Regions from separate parts of the Podarcis muralis genome. Here region 1 is linked to region 2. The links are chromatin contacts, called in public Hi-C maps. All regions are on one chromosome and are shown on one strand. The core of a region is the stretch at or near the end of the contact, and the rest is flanking DNA. Distances in the headings are between cores, read along the strand shown.

What was found. A called contact is a pair of places that touch in the nucleus more often than the background predicts.
Region 1: a Hi-C map of blood shows a contact between it and region 2, with 4 times the contacts expected there. The contact joins the promoter of MSRB1 here to the promoter of ZNF598 in region 2. A contact is called at or near these places in 2 of 3 Hi-C or Micro-C datasets (blood and tail).

The regions. Positions count from the first base shown.
Region 1 is chr14:32,788,389-32,793,189 of rPodMur119.hap1.1, forward strand. MSRB1 (methionine sulfoxide reductase B1) reads left to right here and starts at 2,234. Exons shown (of 4, transcript XM_028707281.2): 1 at 2,234-2,454. The coding sequence starts at 2,400. LOC114584268 (testis-expressed protein 2-like) reads right to left here and starts at 735. Exons shown (of 14, transcript XM_028705960.2): 1 at 1-735.
Region 2 is chr14:32,604,374-32,608,619 of rPodMur119.hap1.1, forward strand. It overlaps ZNF598 (zinc finger protein 598, E3 ubiquitin ligase), which reads left to right and starts at 1,748. Exons shown (of 12, transcript XM_028705493.2): 1 at 1,748-1,936. The coding sequence starts at 1,748. LOC144325536 (a long non-coding RNA gene) reads right to left here and starts at 1,607. Exons shown (of 4, transcript XR_013390720.1): 1 at 1,230-1,607; 2 at 987-1,099.

The DNA of each region.
Region 1 (4,801 bases), core at 984-3,483, 180 kb after region 2:
CCTTATGCCTTCAGCGGGCCAAGATCTGGACTTTCCTGCTGCCCCTTGGGACCGGAACGTGGGTCACGGATGGTGATCCTTTTCACGCGGCCCCGCAGCTGCTAGTACAGGATTATCCATCTACCAGTCTGGACAGGAGCATCGCAGCTTGCGCGGCTGCCTGCTTGCATCACCACCTGATCTGATCCAGATTTAAGCTGAAGTGCAGCGGCTGAGGCCACCGCTACAGCCATCCTGGCCATGGCAGAAGCAGGGCTCTGAGGAGGGGGAGGGGAAGGGGGGGGGGAGAGCTGCAGGTTTGGCCCAGAGAGCAGAGTGCCAGGGATGGAGGAATGCGGGGAGCACAGCATCCTTAGCTCATTCTGGTGCTGATGCTGCTGCAGCCTCCCGCTGTGCGGTCCAATCACAGGGGGGGCAGGGGAGGGAAGGGATGCTTTTGAGAAACACGCCATGCCCAGCCAGTCTCGAGGAAGGGTGAAAAATCTGCTTGACGGATGGGGGATACATAGCCGCCACCGTGCTGCCGCCGCCGTTTGCAATCTCTAGGACAGCAAAGGAGAGCACAGTGAGATGAAGGAATGCAATTTCACGGGGGTTGGGGGATAACATGAACAAAAACCTTGTTGTGATTTCTAGTAGCATCCTACAGATCCATATGCCACTGGATCAAAGAGGCTAAAAATAGAATCCTTCTCTGCTGCCCCCCTTCTCAAAAGCTCCCCCTCCACTGAATGCTGGAGCTCCATCCCCCCACCCCGTCCTCCCACAGCCTATGATTGCACACAGAGGTACCGTATAGCAGAGCTGGCCAATCACAACGTGGGGGTGTGGCTTCTTTCCCTTTCCCCTCCTCTTGCAATGAGGTGGGGGTCAGTTCAGGACAAGCCATGAGCATTCTCCTCTTGGCAATTCTGTCCTTGGGAAAACGAGAAACTGTGGAAATAGGGACCCCTTGCAAAGTTTTCAGTTGCTGCTGCTGCTGCTGTTCTAGGGTGCAAAAACTAGAGCAGTTTTACTTACCTTTTCTTCTTTACTTTACATAAGAAGAACCTGCTGGATCAAGCCAGTGGCATCCTGTTCTCACAGTGGCCAACCAGATGCCCCAAAAGAGAAACCTGCAAGTGGGACCTAAGGACAAGAAAAACCCTCCCCTCCTGTGGTTTCCAGCAACTGGTATTCAGAAGCACTGCTGTCTCTAACACTGGAGGCAGAGCATAGTCATCATAGGTAGTCACCATCTATAACCTCCTACAGTATTTTAAAACCATTCAAGTTGGAGACCTTCACTTTCTTCTGCAGGAGCAAGTTCCATAGTTTCTCACACTATGTAGCCAAACACAAACCTTGTGATAAGCAGGAGATAACTGGGGAGAGTCCTGGGGGCCAGATGGAGAGTCCCTGGGGGCCTTAAGCTTCTCACCTTGCTTTAGGGAGAGGGTAAGGCCCTGTGGGTTAAACCACAGAGCCTATGGCTTGCCAATCAGAAGGTCGGCAGTTTGAATCCCCGCAACGGGGTGAGCTCCCGTTGCTCGGTCCCTGTTGCTGCCAACCTAGCAGTTCGAAAGTGCAAGTAGATAAATAGGTACCGCTCCGGCAGGAAGGTAAACAGCGTTTCTGTGGGCTGCTCTGGTTCGCCAGAAGCGGCTTAGTCATGCTGGCCACATGACCTGGAAGCTGTACGCTGGCTCCCTCGGCCAATAAAGTGAGATGAGCGCCGCAACCCCAGAGTTGTCCGCGACTGGACCTAATGGTCAAAGGTCCCTTTACCTTTATGGGTCATTCAGTGCTCCACCTCCAAAATGTCTGTGGCTGCCCCTTACAAAAAGAGAGAGAGAGAGAGAGAGAGAGAGATCAGTGTGGGCCAGCAGGGCTTTGAAAGTGGTGGCCCCACCACAGATCACATCCTTCCTTCAAAATGTGGCATTGCCAGCCCTGTTTCATTGTGTGTGTGTGTGTGTGTGTGTGTGTGTGTGTTTGAGGGGTTCTTACTCCTTCTGGTGACTGGGGCCCTGGACGCCACCCCCCACAAAAGGACACAACTGCCCCCTGCATCTGGTCGACCACTAGAGAGAACGGAAACCGGAACTAAAGAGGCCCGTTTTGACTTGCTCCAGGAAGGCAGTTAATCTGTGCCTGATCCTACGCCAGCTCTTCCGGGATTCCTCTGAGCGCCCCCCCCCCCCCCGTTTGCCTCTTCGCGCGTGGGCTAACGTTGCGCGCTCGGCTTCCGCGGGCGGCGGAGTGTTGCCCGGCAGCGCCCCCTGGCGCCGCTCCCGCTGGAACTGCAGGCGACGGACGGAGCACACAGAGCCAGGAGGAGGAGGGACGGAGGGCGGCCGCTTATATAACCGGGAACCGGCCGGAGCGGCGTCAGGGGCCGGGAGAGAGCGATCGCTGCCATGTCCTTCTGCGTCTTTAGAGGAGGCGAGATCTATCAGGACCACTTCGAACCCGGTAAGGGGAAATCATCCCACGGGGAAGGAACGAATCCACCCTGCGCGGGGCTGGACCTAGCCCGCAGAATCTCTACCCCACTCACTACCCGCGGCAGGCGCCGGCAAGCGGGGAACTGATTTCCCCTCCACGTCCCCGGGATCGGTGGGTGGATGGATCGGGAGGATCCACGATGTGGGCCACCCGGCGCGGGGATTGCAATCTCGGGGGTAGCGGCGCAGTCAATAAAACTCTGGCCATGGTGGTCTTCTTACATCAGTCTTCGCCAACCTTGCGCCTTCCAGATACGGTTGGACTACAACTCCCATCAGCCCCCGGAGGGCACCAGGTTGGAGACGCCTGTCTCAAAGGGACACCCTCATCCTTCAGTTGTGTTTTTGTTTGGTCACATATTCATAGAACATCTGGGTGGGACAACTAACTTGGAGAAAGCTGGTTGCCCCCATGATTTATAGGGGGTTATGCACCCCCCTCTCTATAGAGGGTAGATTGGTGGGGGCACAGACTCAGCTGGCCCCCAATACTGTACAAAGAAAAATGCTTGTATGAGCACAAACTGAGAAGAATCTTAAGCGCCCTGCCTATTTATGGAGGTTTACGGTATACTCCCAGAAAGTAGATAGAAGGCACAGCATCAGAGTGAGAAAAGGGACTGTTTTTGTTGTTAAAATTTATATACAGTACCACCCTTCATCCAAAGATATCAGGGTGGTTTAGAAAATAAACAGTACTTGGTACCTGTTGGGGTTATGATGGGGCTAATCAATTAATTCTATTGTCTTAAAATTATTTATAAGATTTCTTATTAACCTTTCACAATAAGGTCCCAGGGTGGTTTAAAATACACAGTTATAAAAACAGATGATAATATTATGAGGATAAAATGAAATGAGTGACAGTGTGGTTATAGTGTCCGGCTAAGATCTGGGAGACCAGGGTTCGAATCCCCACTCTCCCATGAAGCTCACTCCCTATGTGTGATCTTGGCCAGTCACGGCTTCTCAGCCTAACCTACCTCACAGGGTTATTGTGAGGATTAAATGAGGACGGGGAGAACCATATACATCACTTTGGAGCTCCCTGGAGAAAAAGGTGGGATATAAATGCAAATAAATGAATGAATGAAAATTAAACAAATAAAACCGTTCCAAATGGAACGGTAGTGTGTAAATTGTGCAAAAGGGGTGAGTTCCTCAAAACAGAAGCCCTTAACTGTCAAAGGCTGAGGCAAAAAGAGGTGTATGTTCTGCGTATGGTGAAAGTCATACAATGAAGGTTCTTAGATATACCTCTGTAGGGAGAGAGTCCCGCAAATTGGGGGCTGCTACCACAGAGAAAATTGTCTCTGGGACCGCCATTGCAGCAAACACTTTTACCATTTTTCAAGGTCACATTTTGCTTCCCCATTCACTTCAAGAATAAAACTGGCACAGTGATGAAACTTATTGCTGTGGTTTCAAAAGCATCCTGTGGAAGGGATTAATTTCTCCTCCATTACCCAATGCAATCGTGTCAGGTGGATCACACAAGCCAGCTGACAGAAGTTTACTGGCCCATGAAAATAATAATTAGCTGTCTCACAATTTAGGGACCCTTCCGGACTGGTGTTTTATGGTCGGTGTTTTGTGTGACGTGTAATAGACACGATAATCTTGCATTAGTGGTAGGTTTATTCTGCTCGATTGGCTGTTCTGCAAGGCTTCCCTTTTGCGGTTGCATTATTGTCATCTGTTGGCACTACAGTGCAGCAAAAATAGGAAACTTATAGGAAATGTTCAGAAAGGGCAATCAAAATGATCAAGGGGACAGAGCGACTCTCTAATGAGGAAACATTGCAGCATTTTGGACTTTTTAGTTTGGAGAAAAAGTGAGTAAGAGGAGCATGATAGGGAGTTTATAAAATTATGCAAGGCATAGAGAAAGTGAAAGTCTAGAACTTGTGGAAATAATAATAATAATAATAATAATAATAATTATTATTATTATTATTATTATTTATACCCCGCCCATCTGACTGGGCTTCCCCAGCCACTCTGGGCGGTTTCCAACAAAATAATTATATACAGTAATGCATCAAACATTAGAAGCTTCCCTAAACAGGGCTGCCTTCAGATGTTTTCTAAAAGTTTGGTGGTTGTTGTTCTCTTTGACATCTGGTGGGAGGATGTTCCACAGTGCAGGTGCCACTACCGAGAAGGCCCTCTGCCTGAATCCCTGTAACTTGGCTTCTCACAGTGAGGGAACCGCCAGAAGGCCCTCGGCGCTGGACCTCAGTGTCCGGGCAGAACGAGGGGGGTGGAGATGCTCCTTCAGATATACTGGACCAAGGCCGTTTAGGGCTTTAAAG
Region 2 (4,246 bases), core at 498-2,997:
TTTAACTGCCATGACCTTTCCCCAAAGACTCTTGGGAAATGTAGCTTTGAGTGTGTGTGCCCTGTAGATTTCTCTGTTAAATAGCCATACCTTCCTCTCATCAAACTACAGTTCCCACAGTTCCTTGGGAGGAGAAAATGGCCGCAAAACGAATCGTAGTCTGTGGAGCAAATACAGTTGAGTGCCTGACGGGGGCGTTTTACAATATTTTGATATAGCAGCCGGCCTGAATATGCAGCTCTATGGGTGGGGACGCTCTAGACTAGAAAGAAAGAGAAAGAAGTTCGCCATGCTAGAGCGTCATTTTAGGAGGACATGGTCATGAAGTATAGAGATAAGAAACAGGGACTAATCCATCGATTGAGAACTTCCTGGTTTGCACTGAAAGACATTTCAAAATTTCCAATGGAAGGTTGTCCAATGTTTAATTCAATGTTAAAATTATGATTCTAGTGTTCCCGTGTTTACTCTCAAAAAAAAAGATAGCGGCCAAGATGGGTGTAGGCCTTAATTTTTAAAACGAGCTGCTAACCAGTTCAAATGCAAATACCAATATTGTGCGTTATCCCCATTTTGCTGCTTGGGGGGAACCCCGCAGTGCAGGCTTGGGACCACATTTTATTCTTGCAATTTTTTATTCCCCCTCCCCTCGGGGTCTTTCTTGTTTTCTGTTTTTAAATTTGTTCCACTACTGAATCTGGTTTGGGTTTCCAGCCCAGGTCCGTCTCCCGCCTCCGCAGCAAAACTCCCAGCTTGCAGCAAAGGGCAGTCTAATAACATTTCCCGCTGGAGCCCTAGCTGAAAACCAGTGAGCTCAGGGAGGTAACTATGCAAGCTCCTTCCATCAGCTGGAAGGAGAGAAGAGAAGGGATGCAGGGTGGTCCCATAGAGGCAGCTGAAAGGCCAGCAATTTGGGGACCCCGCCTCTCCTTGAACTGTTCCACCCCAGCTACTCATTAGAATAAATTGCAACTAAGGACTTGTACCTGAGATTTATGTTTCTCCTCCTTCCTCCCAATCAGTTTTTCTTTTGTGCCGCGTCTTTTTAAGAGCATATACCTGAGAGCAGGGACTCTGGCAGCTTCTTTTGACCAAAGACCTGACAAAAATAAATATTTATGTAAATAAGCGCAGAACGAGCCTTTTGTGCATGTGTTTTCAAGGCCCGAATTAGAAAATTTCCAGAAGGAATTAGAAAGAAGAGCATCCGCTCCAGTCTTATTAGTTACCATAGCTGTCAACTTTTCCCTTTTCTTGCGAGGAATCCTATTCGGAATAAGGGAATTTCCTTTTTAAAAAGGGAAACGTTGGCAGCTATGTTAGTTACTGGTGGTGGGAGGACGAAACACAAGCCGCTGTCCAGTTGCACCTGTGCTGAAACGTTTTATCCATTGGTTCCTATGGGAAGCTCGCAGTTCCGGCCCCCTCCCCCCGGGAAAAAGGGAAGCGGGGAAGATAAACTTAGAAACCTGGGAGTTGCTCCCTGTGTGTCAGTCTACACATTAAGTCTATGCGACCCAGGCGGCGGCGGCGGCGTTTTTCGTCCAAAGATCTCGGCGGTGACGTGAAAGCGTGCGTGCGCGCTCGTTCGCTCGCTGATAGGCGGCACTGCAGCCGACGCTCTAGGCCGACGTCTCTGTGCGGGCGAGGGGGGCGGTTGCTAGGCTGCGCTCCGGGCCTAGTAGGCCGCAGGGGCGGCGTGGCCGGCCAGGCAGGCAGGCAGCCGAAAGGACGGCGAGGGAACGCCATGGCGGCTTCGCCTCGGCCGGAGCCGCGCGGCTCGGAGACACCCAGCAGCTGCGTGCTGTGTTGCGGAGAGCTGGAGGTGGTGGCGCTGGGCCGGTGCGAGCACCCCATCTGCTACCGCTGCTCCGTGCGGATGCGGGCGCTCTGCGGGGTGCGCTACTGCGCCGTCTGCCGGGAGGAGCTCGCCCAGGTGAGCGCGGCCGGGGAGCCGGTACCGGGAGGGAGGGAGGCAGGGATGCAAGCTCCCTGTTCTTCGGAGGGCCGCGGCCGGCTCTGGCTTTCAGTTTTACTTCTTGTATCTGTTACCTGCCTTGCCCCGACCCCCGCCCAAGGGGCCCAAGGCAGGTTACATAAAAGACAAATAATACTATATATCCATACAGGCCACTACGGATGGCAAGTGCTTCTGAGATACCTCTAAAAGGGGAAAATATTCTAGGCATTCGTTGCTTCAGTTTTGTACTATTGAGTGTATTATAAGTGTAGAATACACACTCTCTCTCTCTCTCTCTCACACACACACACACACACACACACACACACACAGGATCGCGTCCAGCATTAGTCATACCCAGAGTAGACTCATTTAAATTAATGGACATAAGTAACTGATTCATTGGTTTCACTGGGTCTGCCCAGTGTAGAACTTAGTTTGGTACATCCCAGGATCTGACATTACGGGTGGGGGTGAAATCCGTCCATCATTATTGCGAACAGACCCCACAAAATCAATGGGCAGTATTAGTAATTAGGCCTACCAATTTTATTGGGCCTGGTCTGAGTGTGGCTAATGTTGTTTATCACCAAAGTGAAAAAATGAGCAGTGGACTTTTGTTAGTGTTACCTGCTTTATTTGAAAAAGTATTATTATTATTATTATTATTATTATCAGTTGCTGGGGATCAACAGTGGGAGAAGGCTCTTTGGTCTGATCCAGCAGGCCTCTTATGTTCTTAGCTGTTAACCATAATAGGTTGATGAAACCTCCAAGCTCAGAGACAGTCAACCTCTGAGTATCAGTGTCTTAGATGATGAACAGCAGGCTGTTTATGTGAGGGATCTGTTCTGTGGGACTTGCTGATCCATTTATGCTCCAAAGGGTTGCCACCTCTTAACCTACCAAAGAGTATTTGTTGAGCCAAGCCCCTTCTGTGTATGGGATGAGTTTGAAGTGCATGGACAGCTGCTGAAATCTGTAACTTGGTGGCCAGTCACTTACACATCTCTTCTGTTTAAATGTTCATACTATCTTGTGCAGTCCTCTGGTTTGGAATACTGTACATAACAGCATGTTCTTGTCAGAACCTTGTGACCTCCACAAAGTATTTTCCTTTTATTGTTTTGGAAGGAGAAGCTATGAAGGTCAGTTATTTCAACAGAATAGGAAACAGTACTTGTGAGCTCTGCATGAGATGTATAACAAACATGTATACACACAGGGGTGGAGTTGCAGACTCACCCTTTTTGCTTATTTAACACCTCCTAATTCAAGACAAGCCTCACTTTGCAGTAAAGCCAGTTTGGCTTCTCATTCTTTTGGTGCTGCTAACATCATAATTTGGGGATTTAATGTGTCCAGGCCACAGAAGGCTATGGAGACATATTGTCTACTCCTTGCCAACTGATAGAGGAGTTTTTAATAGAGAGAGTTACATTCAACCCTGAGGCTGGCCTTGGGTATCTACATATCCTTGACTTTGAATTACTATGCTTGTGCCTGCGTAGCCATCCCTCAAAGAAAGCTTATATCTGGTTCTCAGGTGGTCTCCAGTATTTCTCTGCCATTCTCTGGGCTTTCAACACTACTTAAAGCTCCACTTCTGTAGGATTCATGCAATTTAGCTGAGCTTTGTCCCTACTTACGCTCTCTAATGGACAGTTCATACTTTGATGGATGTTGTGGTGTTTTGTGCTGGGTAGTACTAGTGTGTTACCATCGCTTCTCGGCCTGTTGGCTAAGATCAAGTACAGTGGTACCTTGGGTTACAGACGCTTCAGGTTACAGACCCCACTAACCCAGAAATAGTACCTCAGGTTAAGAACTTTGCTTCCGGATGAGAACAGAAATCATGTGGTGGTGGCACAGCAGGAGTGGGAGGCCCCATTAGCTAAAGTGGAACTCACGTTAAGAACAGTTTCAGGTTAAGAACGGACCTCCAGAACAAATTAAGTTCTTAACCCGAGGTACCACTGTATCATTGTGGTCCATCTGGTTCTAAATCTTTGTACAGTTTCCTGGAATTCTGCTAAAACTGGCTTGACACCATTTTCTTAGCTTCCACTCGCCAGTACCTGAAGCTTCTAATGCAGGGTTAGCCAACATTATGACCTCCAGAAGTTGCTGGACTAAATTTCCTCATTGATCAGCACGGCAAATTGTCAATGGTGATTGGAGATCTGTTGTGGGAGGGGATATGTTTACATGTTCTTTTTCTTGAAAATCAATTAAAAATATGTTTATTTTCTTACAAAAAGAGGATGGTCCAACTACACCTGGAGG